Regions from separate parts of the Hordeum vulgare genome. Here region 1 is linked to region 2. Evidence: chromatin contacts called from public Hi-C data. All regions are on one chromosome and are shown on one strand. Each heading gives the region's core, a stretch centred on a gene start, on an enhancer-like site or on the middle of the called end of the contact. The rest is flanking DNA. Distances are from core to core; before and after follow the strand shown. Region 1 holds the start of LOC123440687. Region 2 holds the start of LOC123445212 (protein XRI1-like).

Region 1 (5,717 bases), core at 277-2,776, 340 kb after region 2:
TTTTGTAGGATAAGACCATCTTTATTTGTATCGTAACTATAAATTCTCACATTATAGACATTTTTTATAAATTAAGAGCATGTGCCGTGTGGTATTTATTTCTCCCGTTGTAACGCATGGGTCCTTTTGCTAGTAAGCAATAAAAAGTAAATAATTAAATCAACCTCATCCTAGTACGTGTCCGGATTGTTTGCACGTCGTCTTGGAAACCGGTTGTCCCTGGTCTGAATCCCACCGACAACATAACTTGTGGAGTATTAAAATACACAGTATAATGGGCCGGCCCATCATAGGATAATATAAGCGTCAGTTTGCGAAAATGCACACAAACGGGTGCCTGCAGCGTTAAATAGGAAACGCCGAGACAGGGGGGCGAGCAGGGCCTGGCCCCCCTATCGATCCAGACTTTGCTTACCAGCTACGCAGTAATTAGAGATAAACTCTTCGTGATGGGCTGCTGGCCCCCCAAAATCTAATTAATGCAAACTCTCTAAAGAAATGTCCATAGGAAGGCCCACTCTAGGCCTACTCCGCTCCCAGGCTATCACGTTAAGTGCCCATTCCCGTCAGCTACCCCCATACGGTTTCTCCCAATCTGATTGAGGCGGCGCCGCCGCGACGCAGCAGTCATCATTTCTGAAGACCCAAGAAACTACCGCCGTGAGTGCTCATCAATTCTTCAGAATTTGGTGAGTATTTCTGACTACATTCTATACTCTAAATTTTGCATATATATGTACCAATTGAGGCCTAGTTGCTGCTTGCTTTGCATTGTGGTTGTATTGCATTATTTGATCGTTTAATCATGAAATCACAGTAAAGTAGTAGTATTCCTTGTGTAATGAACTAATGTGTGAAGTTAGCTTGATAATGATAATTAGTTACTATAAGTATGAGTGTACCTGACATTTTTGTTATTTGTAATCATAGAGCAATTCAAAATAAACAAGTGTGACTATATTTTTATAGTCCGAAGCAATACATCATATTATCCTCTCGGGGACATCTGATATTATCATTGTAATACTCTCTTCGTTTTTAAATATAAGACCTTTTAGAGATTACATTATAAACTACATACGAATGTACATAGACATATTTTAGATATGTAGATTCATTCATTTTGTTCCGTATGTAGTCTTTTAGTGAAATCTCTAAAAGGTCTTATATATTGAAACGGAGGGAGTATTTTTCTTTTACACTAGAAATTTTTATTCAGCTTGCCCTGCCCCCCCCCCCCCCTAAATCCTGGCTCAGCCTTACTGGCAATAAGATTTAAAACGAACCTTATTAATTTTGTTTCCGTTGCAACGTCAGGGCTTTTTTGCTAGTATTTTTAAAATAAATGAATATTGGGCCAACCGAAGGAGCGCACTAACAATCGTCACAGCGCCAATGTGCGCGTTTGCTCACCCATTGTTGTCCAAGGTTCGGCCCACACTCCGACACAACGCGCCAGCAGCAACGGCGGCGGCGGCGGCGAGAAAGCAACCAGAGCGTACGCCATTGTTCCGCTCCCTCTCCCCCCCCCCCCCCCCCCCCTCTCCCTGATCTAACCAGCGATAGTGCGAGGCAGAAGCGCCGCCGATGGCTTCGCCGTCGCTCCTGACAGTGCACCTGCGCGGGTCTGCTTCGCCGCCCGACGCCGCCTCGTCGGTGGCGATCGAGGTGGAGGGAGGTGACGGGGTGGACCTCGCGCAGGTGGGCCTCGCGCTGGGGCTGGACCCGGCCACCGTCGGCCTCAACGGCTACTTCCTCAGCTGCGGCTCTGGCTACGTCTCCTTGGCGGTCACCTGGGGCGAGCTCCTCTGCTTCTTCGCCGCGGGCGGGCAGCCCACGGGTGCCGACCCCTCCGCGCCCGTCGCCGTCGATGGCGGGCCCGCGCCTTCGCCCCCAGGTGCGCCTCCCTTTCTGTCCTATGACTTAGTACTAGAGAAGCACAGAGCAACTGCTATCCTGTCAATTTTCGGCAATCAAAGCTACATTTTGCAATCGAGAGGGGAATCGAAGCTACATTTACCAACCTCTTGCTCTCTGATTCCCTGAAGTTTTTGCTCCGTTAATGTAGTATAGCAGAATTCCCGCGAAAAAAACGAACTAGTGAAATAATTGTTCAGGGTCCAATTGTTCAGTTCAAAATATAAGTACACAATATGCAGGTAGTACTAACTTGGATATTGATTATCAGTAAAGGGCGTTGGAATATGGAACTGTCCCAGCATCGAGCAACTCAACTATACTGTTCCTGATTTTGTGACTTTTGACACTATATGACCTCATAGATTCACAACCTTTTGCATATGGTTGTTGCGAAACAGTTATCTCATATCAAGTGTTATTTCTCAATGACCAAGTACAATACTTAGCAGCATTTCCTGATCATACGATTCAGTACGTTATATTTTCAGTGCTAGAAGAACGCCTTTATGTCTACTGCACTTGCAGAAGTTAAATACAATGTGATATTTCAACGAAATTTTGGTCTGAATCTGCAATTGGTATCTCTGTTAGAGCCCAGAGTTCTTCTGTCCACAAAGCGAAAGTCTGGGTTAGAGACCGAAAATGGTTCCAAGAAGTGCAAGCTCCAACACAATAGCTCATCGCAGTCAAAAGCTGTCGAAGAGCTACTTACCGATGTGATCACCCTTGGTTTGAAGAGAAGACTCAGATTGGACGAGGCTAGTCCATCTAAGAAGACTAAACAAGTAGACTACAGCTCAGGCTCTGGTGAGTGGCAACTGAGAACTAAACAAATCTCTCAAGAATCTTAACCAGTTATTTATATTCACCAATAATCTACAAAATATTCTGAAATCTGAAAGGTTCTTGTTTGGTTTATTGCATTGGTTGGTTATAATCAATGGAGTAGAAGCACAGCAGCCAGTTAAATGCTCTTGCAGCTTCGCCAGCAGTCACGACAAGCGGCCATCGGATGAGGAGATGGTCACCTCACTGTCGTGCAAGAGAGTATGGTGATGCCAGTCTATTCTTGCAGGTTGATATTTTACTGCTACTCAAAAGAAAACTTGCAAGTTGATGCCAGTGACTGAGATTTGATTGTCGCTTTGTCGCGAGTCATTGTTACTCGGTACAACTCCAGAGTGGGTTATGATGACAAACTGGCATGGCTAAGAGGCCTAGTGAGATTTAGTGATTCCCCATTGCCATCATGTAGTTAGTTTGGTCCAGAGCCATAGTTTCTGGTTTTTAGACAGAGTGCTAGTTACAATAGTTTCAGGTTTGGATACAGTGCTAGTTAGAACAGTTGTACAATGGAGTATTTCTTGTGTACATCGCTGTATTTGATATAATGCCAGAAAACTTGCCGATGTCTTTCTGTGAACATAGCAATGGCTGGCCTAACTTGGGTATATTTTGCCTGCAAAACGCTAGCGCTACTAGCCTACTAGCACCGTGAAATCTGTAATCAGTGCATTTGTTGCAAGACATTTTTGGTTTTACAGAAGTACCAAAACAGAAGTATACTTTTTAATTACAGGAAATCCTGGGTTTTACAATTTTTTTCTAGGAATAGCAACTTCTTTTTGGTTTGAATGTATCCTATGCACAATTATTCAGTATTTCACAATGCATATGCATGCTGGAGATTCAAAAAAGAGAGAGAGAAGAAGTATTCAGTATTTCGCCACATAGAGATGGGTTACTTGGTATGACTAATACCCACGTAAATCCCTGAAGAATTATACTCTTTGGGATAATAACTACTCCCTCCGTCCGGAAATACTTGTCCTAGAAATAGATGTATCTAGACTTATTTTAGTTATAGATACATCCATTTTGTACATTTTTAGGACAAGTATATCCGGACGGAGGGAGTATAAATTTTGGGGTACATGATTGTATACACAAACGATAACAAAAGAAAGATGCATACCACCAACAAAATTCAGGTCTAAAGTCTTCTATATATTAATAGAGTTGATTCTATATATTATTAGGTCTAAAGTCAGGTCTTAAGGTTGGCGTACTGTAAAACACGATTACAAGGTGCAATTAGCCGGAATATCCTATCTGCCGCTCGTTGCGTCAAGCAGTCGGCTCTTCGCACAGCCGAAAGACCGAGCAGCGACGCAACAGGCCGGCCCATATAACCGCTCGAGCGTTCTGGTTTTGGGAACCTTTCAAAGGTTTCAATCGATTTTTTCTGGTTTTAGAAAACTTCTAAAAGGTTCCCTGAATCGGCTTTTTTTCCTTTTTTCTTTCTTCATTTCTGTTTTTTCTGTTTTGTTTTAAAAAATGTTCTTCAAATCTGAAAAATATTCTTGCTTTAAAAAAAATGGCCAGTGCTACGGGTCCGCCGGATGATCTTTTTAAAAGATCAGTCCGATTACGAGCCGTCGGATATGGCATCATCATGCAGAAGTAGCATATCTTCCATTCATATAACAAAGTTGGTGTTGCGGATACTTCTGCAACATAGGTCTTGTTATAGAGACTTCTCACGACAGAGACGACCTCTCACGCCAGTCGCTCCTTCGCCATTTTCTGCAACTAAAGCTATGTTTCTGAAATATGGCTCATGCCGCAATGTTTGACCACTCACTCTTTAACATCGGGCGCTCCTTCGACATTGCAACTCGGGCTATGTTTCTGAAACAAGATCTTGTTATAGAAAAAAAAAATCACCATCGAAACATTTTTCTTTCTGAAACAAAAGATATGTCGTAAAAATCTTTTGAAATAAGACCCTAATTGCAGAAAAAGAAACTTCACTACCAAGTCGTTTTTTCTTTCCGAAACTAGTCATGTGTTGCACAAATCTACTGAAACAAGATTCTTATTGCAAAAAGAAAAACTAAATACGCGGGACTGATTTGTGACAAGCATGAGCCCTAGATCATAATTGATGGGACGGTTAAGCAAGTGGCAAACACTCGCTTGTGCATCAGCCGGCTGAATGATAGTGTTTTTCTTTAAAAAAATCTGGATTTCCAAAAGTTGTTCTTGATTTATTTTTTTAAATCTGGACTTTCGAAAAATGTTTAGGAATTTGAAAAATTATTCTGGAATTTGTAAAAATGTCCGAAATTAGAAATATAATGTTCCTGAATTTAAAAAAAGTTTCCAAATTTGGGAAATGTTCCGGTTTTTCAGAAAAATGTGTCGAAATTTTAAAAAATGTTCTGGAATTGAAAACAATTGGGGAATTTTTAGAAAATGTTCTGAAATTTGAAAAATGTTCCAGAATTTGAAGAAATGTCCCGGATTTGGAAAATGTCCTGAAATTTTGTAAACATGTTCCGAAATATGTTTTTGAAATTTTGTAAACATGTTCCGAAATTTTAAAATATTCCGTAATTTGAAAAAATGTTCCGGAATTTTTATCTAAATGTTTTGGATTTTTCTAAAAAAATGTTCCGAAATTTGAAAGAATGTTCTGAAATTGTTATCTAAATGTTTCAGGATTTTATACAATGTTTTCTGTTACTGCGCCTGCCCAATCCCGATTCCTCTGTGCGTCCGCGCGCTGCTCGACCCAAAGAGCGACCAACTAGAAGAACCTCCCCAATTAGCCAGAATTCTCTATTTACCTCGGGGCTTCGAACAGGGATTCCACATCTGGTTCATAAGTGGGCCGACCCGTTTGTACCCCGGTTTTGAGAACCTTCTAGACGTTTCCAACCGAAACATAGCCGAAGGTTCTCCGAACCGGTATTATTTTCTTTTTCTATTTTATTTATTCTTTTATGTTTTTT
Region 2 (5,668 bases), core at 2,579-5,078:
GGCTGCACATGCTCATGAGCCTCTTCCGCGCCACTGTACCGCTGATGCCGACGATGGAGCCCTCTCCATCAGCGCAAGAGGATCATCAAATCGATCGATCGATCTCCATAGCATGCAGCATGCAGCATGCAAGACAAGATCTCGGTACCGATTACTGCGAATCCTGGCAGTTAATCTTAGTACGGTTGCAAAGTAGGGCCGCCACCGCTCATCATCTCATCCGCCTGCCTCCCTCTGATCATTGGGATCACGGACGACACCATCATCACTTATGTAGGGCCTTCTTGTATGGTAGTACAAGCAGGATTCAGGGTTTCAGGCATGGGAGGCAACAGAGGTAAGTTACTGCAGAATATATAATTTGATCTCACCAAACAAACTACACATATGTCCATATACTAAACCAGATCATCACATCAACTTTTTCCACCACCTTTGAACCAAAAGGAAAAACACACTATCCAAACCAACTGCCTACACGGAGACACAATTCTAGGCCTGCTCTACCAGTCAACCACCCTAACAATCCAGCACAGGTCAAATGTTGCAGCAAGAACCAACCAAGCCAACCATACACACTTCTTTGTTGGACGCAAAATCATCTACTCCCACGGTGGTAATGTGGAGGACTCGGTTAGCCTCTCGTTCTTGTGATGGTGATGCTGCCCTTCCCGCCTTCTGTGTGGATCTTCGTCTTGTGGACCACGGGCTTCCCGGAGATGGCCGAGGCCTCCTGGAACAGGGCAGGCACCTCATCGATCTTGTGCTTGATCCTGTACGGGGGAGGCGAGAGGATCTTCTTGTTTATGTCCCTCAGGGTGGTGTCGCCGCGGAACCCGCACGGCTTGATGAGCTCGAAGGGGTAGGCCACCGATGCTGCCTTCAGCTTCTTTGCTCTGATGATGTTTCTTCCAGCTGTGAATCAATAATCAGGGTACGATGTATCAGCGACTTGCACAAATTATGCAGCGCCATGCAAACAGAGAATTGTGTGAAAAATAATTGAACTAATGGTGCTCTGATCAAACGGTGACAGGAGTTGGCAAACCTTTCAGAGGTGTAGGTTTAGTTTGCACATGTTTCTTCACAACTTTGATGATAGGCTGCTCCTCGAGCTCGACTAACGAATTCTCAAGAACTGGAACAAAGAGTTGTAGCATCAGTAGTGTTACAATTGTGATAACCGTTGATAATATGTACCCTGGACCATTATACTAACCAGAGACATTGGTTTCCACAGCAGCACTAAGACTTTTCCTGTCGAGAAGGATCAGAAGAAACCATGAGAAAACAAAAAACTTAGCAGATGGACAGTTTACAGAAACAATATTAAAGCCATGCACAAGGATTCTCAGTAAAAAAAAAACATACAATTCTTCTTGCGGGGAACGACTCTCACTGTCTTGTGAGCAATCAACCAGCCATTCTTCAGGTAGTTCCTCTGTCCCATCACAGTGTAACAAATGCTCGTCACCTGCAATCAGCTCTAGGATTAGGATAGATGAGAGGAGAATCAACTCAGTGCAACACTTTGCAGAGATGATGGAAGACCTACTTGAGAAATCCAAATTCACTTGCAGATTTTCCAAGAGCCCATCCGTCAGAGAACAATCCAACTACATACAAACAGTACATATCGATGGAGTTAAATCACCATTGTAATGAATGAAAAAAAAAATCAGCTGGACACAGAATGTTGAAACCAAAAAGTATAGTCCGTAGGTCTTCATTGCACGTACCCCAGCGTTGTCTGGACAGAACTGCAGCATACGCCTTCGTTTAGCTTGTAAGGTTTCCTTTCCTTCATCAAAGTCCTTGATAATAATATCTGCATTGTCCTTACACAAGGTCACTAAACTTGAAGTGCATTTTCAGTACGCAGCAAAAAGGCATGCAAATTTCCTTTCATCTCTTCTTTGTTTTCGCGAGATGGGTCGGGAATTACATGTAAAATCCATTGCTCTGACTTCTGGTTAAAGGTTAAATCACCAGACAGTACTAAGTGGTGGCTCAAATCAAACCTATTTGAGCGCAGCTAGGCAAAACATGTTTTCACAAATGCCAAGCAGATGACTAAATTATATCTACTGCTCTGCTTGCATACAAAAATGCAGTCCAAAGACTGCATACAAATACTTCTGTACCACGAAGCATGGAGCTATAAATCAACTAGAGGGCACGTATAAATACAAAGAACACTTCTAAAACAGTAAGCAAGTGTAAGGTGGCAGTAAAGTGCATCTCAATTCAGATATGGGTGGTAAACTGTAAAGTTACAAGTGACTTCACACTAAATGCTTAGATATCCTTGTCTGATAGCACAGTATGAGTGATTCAGAGGTAACAATGGTATGTAAACAGAAGAGCATTTTTTTTTACCTCCTATACCACAGAAGGGCAAATCTATGTCTGTACATTCTTTAATTGGGGTTTGCTCATCGAACAGGCTCCAAGAATCAACCTCATTGTGGTTTGCTTCAGCCCACAAGGAGGTAGATGGAGCTGCAAAATCAGAAGAGTAGCCCTCATCAGTCAACTGGATGCAGTTTTAGGGAAGTAGGAATGATGCAAAGGCGTGCCGCAAACCTGGTAACAGATCCTTCTGCAAATCGAACTCTTGATTCTGCCAGTCCCACATCTCACTGCACAAAGTTGCACATCAAAGAGCATTGTTAGGGATGATGGCCACTCAGGCGTAAACAGTTGGTGAAAGCTTTACATAAAAATGAGTAGAGCGCAGAGTATGCATCTTTGCACAGGCTTATTACACAACAAGAGCTGCAGCCTGAACATGTAAAAAGTCCCAAGTACATCTGAATAGATGGTGAAAAATTCAACTCTTATACTAGCACATTTCAGTGTTTTCCTTTTCCTGCGGACACCAGAATGTTCTTCAGAGCCCAAGACAGCGGTATTGTAGCGCAAAGATTTACAGAAAACATTAACAGCGCAAGGAGTAACTCGCAGTAAAAAAAAGGAAACCTTTGAGGATTAGGAAAGCTTGGGCATTCGCATGTAAGAAACAGCCTGGCATGGGCATGGGCATGGGCCAAAGAAACAGAGGCAGGAGAAAATGGAAGGACGCCATGAACAGCAGCTAGCTAGGGTTTAACAGCAAAAGACAAGACCAGCACCAACGCACACACGGCCAGCCATCCCTAGTCGCAACCAACCACGGTACGGCACAAAAGAGGAAACTAAAAGCCTCCGTCAAAAGAAGACATGATCCTTTTTTTCTCTCCCAGAATTGGAAGTCTTTTCCCCTGCCCTGCTTGGTTCCCCAAACATCATGCGAGGACGAAAAGATGAAGAAGACGATGAGGACGGAAAAGGGCGGTACTAGCACCAACGGAGAAGTAACCGCCGTACCGAGAAAGCGAAATTAGGGCGGCTCAACCAGTGGAGGGGGACGACGGGATTAAGGCCCGAAGAAGAAACAAATCGCGCGACTCAACGAAAAAAAAATACGGCAAGCTTTTTTTTCTCCGGCCGCGCCGTACGGTGGTCGGCGAGGATGAAGAAACCGGACGGAGGAGGGAGGGGGAGGAGGACGAAGGAGAGGCACCTCTGATCGCCAATGCCGCCGTCGAAGTCCATCATCCCCCGCCGCGGACCGGATCCGAGGCCGGCGGCGCTCTAAAGGGAAAGGCGGAGAAGGAAAGGAAGGAAGCGGAGGGGGGACGCGGAGTGGGGAGCGGGTGGAGCGGGACGGAGGAAGGGACTGGAGACTGGAGAGTGGGCGCAGTGGTGGTGGTGGTGGTGGTGGGAGCAGTTTATCCCTCCCTCCCTCAGTCACCTCTCCCTCGTGCTTCTCTCTACGGGCCCCCGTCCGTCCCCGAGAAAACAAAGCTTGCGCCTTTATTGCCTCCCCCCCCTCCCCCCTCTCGCTCGCTCTCCAAGGTGACCGCTCAAGGGGGGCGCGGGGGCCGAGGACGAGAAGACGATGATTATCCTATGACTAATCGGCCAATTCACGGATCAGTCGGTAATGATGATTAATTTATCAGGGCAGTTTCAGGTTTAGGCTTTGCCCCGCCCCGTAGCCTTGTGGCGGAAGGAAGGAAGGAAGGGGAAAGAAAGAAAGAAACCGTGCGGCGCGGCCGCGCAGGCTGTCCGTTGGCGGTACCACGGCGGAACGGAACCGGTGGCATGGCATTTCCGCGCCGTGCCTCGGCCGACGACGTGCTCGGACGCACCTGCAGTCTCCACGAGCAGTATCAGAACGGGCTCTCGCTTCAAGCTGACTCGTTGTTATGTGCACATCTTCAAGTTTGCATTATTTTTTTCCCTCAGAAAAGAAGTTTTCATTATTTTTAGAAACCTTTTACAAAAAACATTAGAAACCTTATTATGTTTTCATTTTAGTCTTTACATTCTTGTGAGCTGTACAAAAATATGCCCAAACTCCCCGTTTTTCACAACATATAATTGGCTCAAGTTCTTTCATCTTTTTCGCCAATTAATCATAAAAAACAATTTAGAAAATGATTCCCCCCTTCATCCGGCGATATGACGCTCGCGTCGGTCAACTCACACGTGATCCGTGTGTCTCTGCGTGTCCCCACCACCGCCCCTCTTTCGGGAGCGTTATTTTCCTTCCACACGAAGCTTCCTCGGCGTCTAGCGCTCGTGTCGGATACTTTCGCGACGAAGCTTCCTCGATGTCTACCGCTCCCTCGGTCACACGATGTTATGCTGGCAGTGGTTACTTTCGCGACGAAGCTTCCTCGGTGTCTACCGCACCCTCGGGCACACGATGTTGTGCTGGCAGCAGTTACTTTCCCAATGAAGCTTCCTCGGCGCCTAGTGCTACCCTTGGTCAGACGATGCTATGCTGGCGGTAGTTACTTTCTCGACGAAGCTTCCTCGACGTCTAGTGCTACCCTTGGTCAGACGATGTTGTGGTGGCGGTAGTTACTTTCCCAACGAAGCTTCCTCGACGTTATTAGACTGTATATATGCGTAGTCTCTGTACATGACTTGTAATCTCTAATGTACACTTTGTATATATATATATATATATATATATAAGATAATCGCACCCATCAAAGGGTGTTGAGCAGTTCCCTAAACCTAAGTTTTACATGCTATCAATATAGGTCGATCTATGTCTTTCGTTGCCGTCGCCGCACCTCCCCAGCCCCGCCGTCATCGTCTCCTCTGGCTCTCCAGTCGCTGTTCATGGCGTCTGGACCGCTGGCCGCGATTCATCTGGGGGCGTTCGTGGGGCCCTCGACCGCTGCTCCCATCGCCTTTGCATCACGCGGCGCTCGTCCGTCGGCCCCGCCTCATGGGTCGCATCTGCCGCAGCCCTACGTGTCGCCGTCGTCGTCGTCCTACTGGGCGCCGCCGTCGCAGCCCTATGAGGCGCAGTCGGCTCAGCCCAACGGGGCGCCGCCAGCTCAGCCCTACGGGGCATTGCAGACGCAGCCTTACGGGGCGTCGCCATCGCCGGTCTACGAGGTGCAGTCGTCGCCATCGCCATACGGGGTGCCATCGCTACAACCCTATGGGGCGCATCCGCCGCCGTCCTATGAGACACATCTGTTGCCCTACGAGGCTCCGTCGTCAGTGTCGTACGGCGGGTTCTCCACCTCTCCATATGGGGCACCATTGTCTCATCCACCGCCGCCGATGTCCATGGGTTATGGGGCTCATCCGTCGGCGT

Evidence for each region. Hi-C and Micro-C count contacts between places; a contact is called where the count stands out from the background.
Region 1: a Hi-C map of leaf shows a contact between it and region 2, with 2.1 times the contacts expected there. The contact joins the promoter of LOC123440687 here to the promoter of LOC123445212 in region 2. A contact is called at or near these places in 3 of 6 Hi-C or Micro-C datasets (leaf and seedling) and 1 of 1 datasets of contacts at active chromatin or transcription factors (embryo).

The regions. Positions count from the first base shown.
Region 1 is chr3H:572,204,360-572,210,076 of MorexV3_pseudomolecules_assembly, forward strand. It overlaps LOC123440687, which reads left to right and starts at 1,527. Exons shown (of 3, transcript XM_045117244.1): 1 at 1,527-1,897; 2 at 2,512-2,727; 3 at 2,870-3,329. The coding sequence starts at 1,588. The coding sequence ends at 2,976.
Region 2 is chr3H:571,863,833-571,869,500 of MorexV3_pseudomolecules_assembly, forward strand. LOC123445212 (protein XRI1-like) reads right to left here and starts at 3,829. Exons shown (of 9, transcript XM_045122170.1): 1 at 3,566-3,829; 2 at 2,587-2,642; 3 at 2,380-2,502; 4 at 1,740-1,828; 5 at 1,556-1,616; 6 at 1,372-1,474; 7 at 1,220-1,257; 8 at 1,049-1,138; 9 at 339-915. The coding sequence starts at 3,600. The coding sequence ends at 635.